Linked DNA regions of Sus scrofa: region 2 is linked to region 1. Evidence: chromatin contacts called from public Hi-C data. All regions are on one chromosome and are shown on one strand. Each heading gives the region's core, a stretch centred on a gene start, on an enhancer-like site or on the middle of the called end of the contact. The rest is flanking DNA. Distances are from core to core; before and after follow the strand shown. Region 1 overlaps LOC106504342 (a long non-coding RNA gene). Region 2 overlaps LOC106504342 (a long non-coding RNA gene).

Region 1 (4,321 bases), core at 1,286-3,785:
CCTGCAGAGGGCAACCAAGAGCCACACTGCAGGACAGATCCATCCTTGTACCCTGAAGGAACAGTGAGCTATGATTCCTTAGCATGAGCCTTTGTAGGACCTGACCAGCTAATCCGAGTCATGTGAATTGCTTTAAGCTGACCCATCTTTCCTTTTTAATTTAACAGTATGTGCAACTGCTTGGGAAAGACCAATTAGGCTGACCCCTCATCCCTTCAAAGGCGTGATTGTTCTGACGCTTGGTCAAAGACACATGCTATACACACAGACATGCTCTAGAAGCCAGATTCCCATACAGACCTACTAGCCTTCTGCGTTTCACTGACATCCAGCCATCTCCTTCTCTATCCAGGTAGATGTAATCTCATTTGGCATCTCAAAGTTTGGCTAACCCATCAGATTTCCTTTAGCCCATTTTACAACAAGTTTATTTCATGAATTAACCTCCTTTTGTGAGGTCGAATGGCCATAAGCCAGAATGATATTGGCTTGGCAGCGAAGAGTTTTATAGCTATGTCGTGGCATATTTTAATTTTCCAGCTAAAATTGTCTTGTGTGCTCTCTGCATTCCCATTTGTAATGCACAGCACATTGACTTTGAAGCTGACAGTGTCCTGTTCCTCTTCATTACAGTAACCCAGGACTGCACCATTAAACATACAGACAGCCGGAAGACCCCAGGGAGACCCCTACCCAGTTGCCCCATCAGGCATAGCCTGCTTCAGTTCAAAGATAATACTAGCCACTTCCATACCCAGAAAAATAAATTGACTTATTATAGGAGAATGCACAAAGCTCAAAATAGAATTTCTTAGAGATTTGTGGAAGTTTCTCATGTGACATTTGTTTATTTAATTGTTTTTTTCTGCTTCTAATTCCCATATAGTAGGTGCTTTGTGAAGACCCACACTCCCAGTCAATTTTCAAATTACGTTTAGAACACTTTAACTTCACTAATAGAACCTCGAGTGTTGAGATCCACTGGGAAGCACAGAGAACATAGGCAAATGGAGAAATTAGACCATTTTATAGTGATGCCTTAGACCAGTGTTCTCAAAGTGTGATCCTGGGGCCAGAAACATCCATGTCAATATCTCTTAGAACCATCTAGAAAGGCAAATTCCCAGGCCCTACTCCAAACCTGCTGTATTACAAAACCTGGGGGTGGGTTTCAGCCAGGTGTGCTTGAATAGCCCTCCAGGGGAGTCTGATGAAAGCTAAATTTTCAGAACCACAGCTTTCACCATTTTTGAGGCTTTCAGGATTGACAAATGATTTTGACATACAGCAGTTTCACTTCTTTTCACGATCACTTCATTAAGCTGGCAGAACAGATAGAAGTTTCTCCAACTTTCTCCGAAGAGGAAGACACACTTTAGAAGGGGAATTTGTTCAAGATCATTCTGTTGCTAAATGTTGAAGCAAGACTGGATCCCAGTGTTTCTAGTTCAACATTCATTCCATGGTGAACTCCTACCTGAGCAGCAAAATGACTACCAAATAGATCAAGATGCCAGGGAGGCTCACCTGGTACTAGTGCCATATTGGCTGGTCTGGCCAGGTAGAACCTCTAAATGGCTGAGCATGAAAGTAATACTTAAATTAAATACATAAATGAAATGAAATAAAAATTAGATTAAGGGCAGGATGCAAAGCTAAGGAATGAGGAGAATCCAGAACTCCAACAAGTACAGTATGGATGGTGAGAGAAAAGCAAGCATGCCATGAAAAGCTAGGAAAAAAGGGAAAAGCCTACTTCAAAGATGGAAGAGAGCTCTACTTGGACATTTTTCTTAGGCCTTTTGGCAGGAGAAAAATCATTCCAGTTCAGAACAATGTCTATGATATATACAGAAGCCACAAAAAACTGTTTGGGCCAAAAATACTTTCTAGGCAGTTCTATTCCTCCTTATTTATCTTTGCATCTCAAGTGCCAAAATCAGGGTTTCTAAGAGTGAGAGCAGACCAATAATATCAGAAGTATTAGAGCACTTGTTTAAAATTCAAACTTTTTTTTTTTTTTTTTTTTAATTTTACGGCCATACCTGTGGCATATGGAAGTTCCTGGGCCAGGGACTGAGTCTGAGCTGCATTGCAAACTCCGTCACAGCTGCAGAAATGCTGAATCCTTTAACCCACTGCACCAGGCCAGGGATCGAACCAGCACCTCAGCAGCCACTCAAGCCACGCATTTGGATTCTTAACCTACTGCACCATGGCAGGAATTCCATAAAATTCAGATTTCTAGCCACGCATTACATTTACCAAATCTGGAAGCGGGGCACAATTTGGGGTACATGTGGGTATGTTTGTGTCTTAACTAAATAGCATTTTGTACTTTAAAAAAAAAAAAAAATCTTCCGCCTCAACAAGTAAGGAAGATCAAGAGAAAAAGCTCTGCTTTGTATCCAGAGTAGGAGAAAAAGGTATGATCCAGGATATAATGGGAAAGCCCTTTTGTGTGTTAAGTGGTCCCTACCTGAATTGAACATCAAGGACAGAGTGTACCTATAACTGACTTGTGTGGTCATGCCTGCTCAGACGTATCACTACAACATGGTAAAAAATAAATACTATGTACTCTCTAAGCACAAATAATGTGTAAGTATGTGGTGTTATATTGAAAATATTACTATGGGGGCATGAGTCTGTGGGAGAAATAAAGGGAAATTTACGGACTCAAAGATAGTGTCTGGAAAATCATCTTTCCTGCCTCAACCCAAGCTCCTATTTCTACTAGCAAGATGCAAAGTGCCTTTGCAATTACACCGCTGAATAGATTTCTATTTTGGTGAGAGGTCCTGGCACTGTTTCATCATGCCATTCTCCATGACTTAAATATGAGGAAGTAAAAAGTCATGAAAAACATGTAAAATAATAAATAAAATGGCCCAAGCCATTTCAAGTAAATTAATCTGCTATAAATAATATTTACCCCTACCCTTTACTTCTATGTTTCCCAACATGTACTCCTAGAGATTGTGATTTAGTTGGTTTGGGATGTGGCCTGGGCTTTGGAATTTTCAAAAGGTCTCAGATGATTCTAAGGGTCAGATAAATTTGGGAAACATGGCCTTAAACCAATCACGTAAAGCAAAAGAAAAGCGAATGTTGTCTATTTATTGCACTTAAATGCAATTATTTATTTTCCCTTTTTAAAGCCCTTCAAAGATTTCTCTTTGTGTTTTGTTTTTGTTTGCTTTTCTTTTTTTTTTTTTTTTTAAGGTCTTCCAAGATAAATACCAAGACTTTAGGGGGAAAAAAAAGCAAGCTTTTCATTATCTGATCACTGCTTGTCTTTCTACTTTACTTTTTTTTTTTTTTTTTTTTGTCTTTTCTAAGGCTTTTGTCTTTTCTAAGGCTGCTATTTCTTGGGCCACTCCCGAGGCATATGGAAGTTCCCAGGCTAGGAGTCCAATCGGAGCTGTAGCCACAGGCCCACAGGCCTACGCCAGAGCCACAGAAATGCAGGATCCGAGCCACATCTGCAACCTACACCACAGCTCACAGCAATGCCAGATCGTTAACCCACTGAGCAAGGCCAGGGACTGAACCTGCAACCTCATGGTTCCTGGTCGGATTCGTTAACCACTGCGCCACGACGGGAACTCCCTATCTGTCTACTTTAACTTCTATCTTCTCACATAACAATTCACATTCAGTGAATGTGAAAAGTTCACATATTGACATATTCAACACTATCTGTTGAAAGTGAGTAAATAGGAATGAGAAAGTATTTCCAGATGGCCTTCTAGAACCACTCCAATAGGGACTGGAGTCAAAATTGGAACTGCCTTGTGGGTTTGGGGAGAAGGGCACTATATTACCTATCATTTACCTAGTGGTTTGCTCTCAATCATTGATTTTTAAATATTTCAAAGACTTTACCTCTTTCTTCAAAGACTTAGGTCATGTTGGGGATGGGTGGGGTGGGGAGGGAGGTTAAGATGTGACCCATGATGATGCTCGTTCCAACACTGCATTTCACTCCAAAGGTTCTCCCTCTTCTGTTCCCAACTCCTGTCTTACGCAGCCTGCAGCCATCCTTACAGGCATACTGCCATGGAGATGTGTCTTCATTGGAACATACCATACGCCCCCACAGTATATAATGAAAATGAAAGCTACATAAGAGAGACTAGTGAAAATCACTTTCCCTTTCCCTTGGCATTGCACATACACACCTTCGTAGATTAAGACTTCAAATTGACAGGGATACAGGAACCTTGAGCTAAGTGAAGGTCATTTCTGTCATGCCCTTTCCTGGTCTGGTTACTTTTCCTGGGAAGCCACATTTTTGTCACACCCAGCCATATCCTGC
Region 2 (4,297 bases), core at 1,169-3,668, 330 kb before region 1:
TCTAGCCAATCAGCAACACCCAAGTAACCCACTTGACCCTAATCAATGAGAATTCAGCTCTTTGAATCTCCTGTTTGAGGCTGGTAAACCTTACCGTTACCCTCCAGAGATGAGCTTCTTATCACTTTCAGTTTTGAAGTCCTTTGTTTGTTGAAAACTTTGATTCTTACTCTATAAAATATTCATGTCATAGAAGATCTCTGAATTTTTTTATTGACACTAATATCTGAGAACTGATGTCAAGGTGAAAAAGATGAGGAGTACCACTGAGTTGACTTGGTTCTATGTATATTTGTCACTAAACTAGCTCAGCCACCATGTTGGATGGCCATTCTGTGTACTTCAGTTGCTTCATCTGTAATGATGGCACTGGATCAAGATCTTCTGCCAATTCAGCTTTGAAACATATTGTCTCTCTTGATCTGATTTTTCTGAGAGTTCCTTCCTGTGTTGGAATCTGATGAATAATGTGTCTTCCTAGCTCTTTTCAGGCATATAGTTTAGATACTGGGCAAGATTGCTAAGATGGTACTGGAGTTGCAGGCTGTGTGATTCTGGGCACAGGTACTGTATGATTTTCTTTCTGGTCTAGTCAGTAAAATTGAGTGGGAATGATCAAAGCTGTATTATCAAGAGAAGACAGATTACTGTTAAAGTCTTTGAATAAAATCAGAGCACCAGGAAATAGTGCTTGTATTTGCTCAACCTGAAGAAACTGAAGATGCAAATATTTTACTAAAAGGTATAAGAGTCATGGATTTAAAAAAGAAGGTGGGAAAATAGTATTCTCCTGAATTGTTGTGGCCTTAGGTCCACCTGAGATTTCCTAAGTTGTGGCCCAGGAGAAGTGCCTGACCCCTGGGCATTAACTCTTGAAAAGTACAAGGACTCTACCATCCAAGTCCCTCTAGCAGGGATTCTGCTGACATGGTTTCAATCAAGGCTGTAGGGAGATTAGTCTCTGTATGAATGTCGACTATAGGATTACAAAGCATCCTTGCACTTAGCTTCATTGTTCTTGAACATAGGATCTCCCCTCCCCCTATGAAAATCTTGTTTTACTGCATTTACATTGGAAAATATTTGCAATTAAGTTATTAATTAGTTTGGGAATCTGCAAAATCCAAGATCAGTGAGATTGTCTCCTACTAATGTTAAATATCTAGCATATGTAAGATGCCTAATATACAGAGAAGCATTTCTAGAAAAATGATGCATAAGTGAGATAAAAGAAATAATGACATTAAAAATATCTGTATTAGAAGGAAATTGGGAGAGTGAGCAATTTTTTTTTTCTATAAGGTTTCAGGAAGAAATATAATTATCTGTTTGTTTCTTTTATGTCCTGTAGCAAGAGACATAAAACTAGAAAGATGCATAAATACATAGATAATTTTAGACTGAGAAGATGTGAGTGTAGTCATAGATTTATTAGGCATATGTTTCTTAGTCAATAAAAATCTGGTCAGTAAGCACTTAACTGGATAGTTCTGGCCTCTAGAACTATTTTCCATCCCTGACTTTTCCAGCTTTTGTAAACAATCCCTAGTATTTTAACCATGTAAAGAGACCCAACTCACCCAGATCTAAGCGTATACACATGGATGGAGGTGCTCATGTGCTAGTTATTAAAGTGACCCTGGGCAAAGCTAATTTTGCTGGGCTGTGTTACTGAAATAAAATGGAGCCCCACCCTCACTTTGTGGGGAGAAGTTAGGGGCGGGATTTCAGGCTGGCAGAGCTCCAGATGGAACACACTATATGGTGTCAGTGATTGCTGTAGGGTTCGTGTCCTGAAGAAAACAATAGCTTAGTGCTGATAAAGCAAGAGGTGATTGTCCTTGATAAGCCAGCTGCTGGAGGCTCAGCTTACTGGGGTCAGGCACAAGGTATCTCTTTCATATAACCTCTCAGAGAAAAATTCAGATGCTGGTGTTATTCCTTTGCTTACAGTCTAGGATCCTGCCCATAATGTGTTTCATTTCTTGTAAGTCTCAGCAGAAAACGCACCTGAGTATAAAACTAGAGCCCTTGCAACATCTGGAAACCCTTGGAGTAATCCATTACCACTTGAACAATGGAAAATATCCCTACCCCACCCCCTTTATCTTCCTTCTTTTGAATCTTTAAAGGGTAAAACCCCCACCCCCATTCCATGAATGCTGAGATAAACTGCTGCTTAGATAATTCACTGTCAAAAAATATTGAGCACACTTTAGGGGGATGGCAGTCGTAATGGTCTTTTCAAGTGCCGTAGCACGAAAGCTGAGCCTATCAAGATTTTTTGGCAGGCTTTGCGTTTAACTTGTCATGTTATATATTGCAGAAGTGCAATTCGGAATCAGTGTAAATCAGCTTAGAGGACTCTTAGGGAAGCTGTGGGAAAGTTGCCTCAGCAACACTTGGGCTAAACAGAAGGTGGCAGCCTTTTAACATCATCTGGCACAGGCGCAGCCAGCACACATACAGATTCCATTGCCATGATCATTGGGTTCTTCTCTAAATTCCTGATAGGCAGTTTACAGCTTCATGCTTCTTGCAGCAAGGAAGCAGAACAGAATGAGGAGAGGTTTATTTAGAGTGATAGCACTGGACACCTAGAGGCTCAATTGGCAAAATATACAGCAAATAGAAAACCATAGCACTGGACTGAAAACATCTATAGCAATGTCAGAAACTTGTCTATTTTTCATTCTTAATGAAAACTCCAGTGTTCAAGGTAAATAATACATCAAATTAAGCCTAGAAAGGGATAGGCAGTTTCCATTTTCTCTGCTTCCAAAAGAACTTTATGAAACTAATTTATAACAATGGGAAAACCCTGAGAATAAGACAATTATGGTCCAGTATGGATTCCAGTGTGAATCCTTGGGCTGTAAGTAAAGCCAAAGAGCTTTTGTTTAATGTTGGATTCCCTAAGGTTCACTCTTAGTTCTGCTACTAGGTAGCTTCTGACCTAGGGCAAATCTCCAAGCCTCAGTTTCTGTCCCCTCCCCCACACTTTTTTTCGGGCCACATCCAGGGCATATGGAAGTTCCCAGGCTAGACATTAAATGGGAGATGCAGCTGCCAGTCTAGGCCACAGCCACATAGCAACATGGTATCTGAGCCAAGCTGTTTGCCATCTACACTACCGCTCGTGGCAACATGGGATCCTCAACCCACAGAGCGGGGCCAGGGATTGAACCTGCATCCTCATGGATATTACTTGGGTTCATTACTGCTGAGCCACCATGGGCACTCCCCAGTTCCTTCATTTTTAATTGGGGATAATAAATACATGTCTATGGTAGGGTTATGATGATTTGTGAGATCATATATGTAATACAGTGCCCAGTTCATACCAAATATTCAATAAATGATATCTTTACAATCATCACTCTTACTATTTTTACTTTACTCTTACTTTGCTATTCTCAAAAATGTTGCGTACTTTATCTAATTTTATCCTTACAGCGATTCTGAGAAGTAGGTGGGAAAGGAATTTCTCTCTTCCCTTTGCAACTAGGGGTAGGAAGGGTAGATTAAGTGACATGCTGGGTCGTAAGCCCTCTCCTTTCTCTAGGACTCCATTTTCTCATCAGGTAAATGAAGAATCTGAGCTGGAGAAAGGGAATTTAAAGTTCTTTCCAGATTTAACATTTGCAAATCCTTTGTTTAGGTGAACTTCCAGCATCTTTGTAAGGAGTGAGCCAGAGAGGAAATCAGTTGCATTTTAATCTTAATGGTAATTTGCTATGAATCAAGATAATGCAGGTTGGGTTATGAGCACACAGAGCTCTTCTGCCCTATGAGTAGTTAAAGAAATGTTGAAACACAGGGCTCCTGTGAAACCCAAACAATAACAAACATCAACTCAAAGTGTGAGCACCTCACAAAAGAAACCCTGTTTAATTTTATGTGCAAGGCACTTGACTGTATTTTGTAGTCCACTATAGCCCCATCCATTAGCTCCTGAGAGGGTGCTTCTCTTAAAATTAATATGACCTAAATTCATCATACATGTTCTACAGTGAATGAAACTATCAATGCACTATTTAAAAGAATGACCTTCCAGGGAGAACAAGCAGACATTAGAGAAATACCCAACTAACACTGCCTACTAAGAAGTGGTGTGTTTTAATTATGACTTTTGGCAAAAAGGTCCAAAGTCTCATAATTATCTAATAGTAACAACTGCCACATTGTTTTGTTTTGTATAGTACTTTTGTAAGATTACACGACATGAGAAATCAAGCTTCATGCATGACCTCAGCTATTGTGAAGATCGTTGTGAATATTTCATTCCATCACCCAG

Evidence for each region. A called contact is a pair of places that touch in the nucleus more often than the background predicts.
Region 2: a contact with region 1 is called in a Hi-C map of fetal skeletal muscle, with 1.7 times the contacts expected there. The contact joins two enhancer-like sites. A contact is called at or near these places in 5 of 47 Hi-C or Micro-C datasets (embryonic fibroblasts, fetal heart ventricle, fetal skeletal muscle and 1 more).

The regions. Positions count from the first base shown.
Region 1 is chr7:17,869,140-17,873,460 of Sscrofa11.1, reverse strand. The region is part of intron 2 of LOC106504342 (a long non-coding RNA gene); the gene reads right to left. Among named protein-coding and RNA genes, the nearest start is that of HDGFL1, 180 kb to the right of the region's middle. Within about 2 kb of position 2,535, at least 2 of the 83 cell types and tissues checked have an H3K27ac peak or open chromatin away from gene starts, as enhancers often do. A contact at or near this core is called in fetal skeletal muscle, where this site is marked.
Region 2 is chr7:18,202,157-18,206,453 of Sscrofa11.1, reverse strand. The region is part of intron 4 of LOC106504342 (a long non-coding RNA gene); the gene reads right to left. Among named protein-coding and RNA genes, the nearest start is that of HDGFL1, 510 kb to the right of the region's middle. Within about 2 kb of position 2,418, at least 6 of the 83 cell types and tissues checked have an H3K27ac peak or open chromatin away from gene starts, as enhancers often do. A contact at or near this core is called in fetal skeletal muscle, where this site is marked.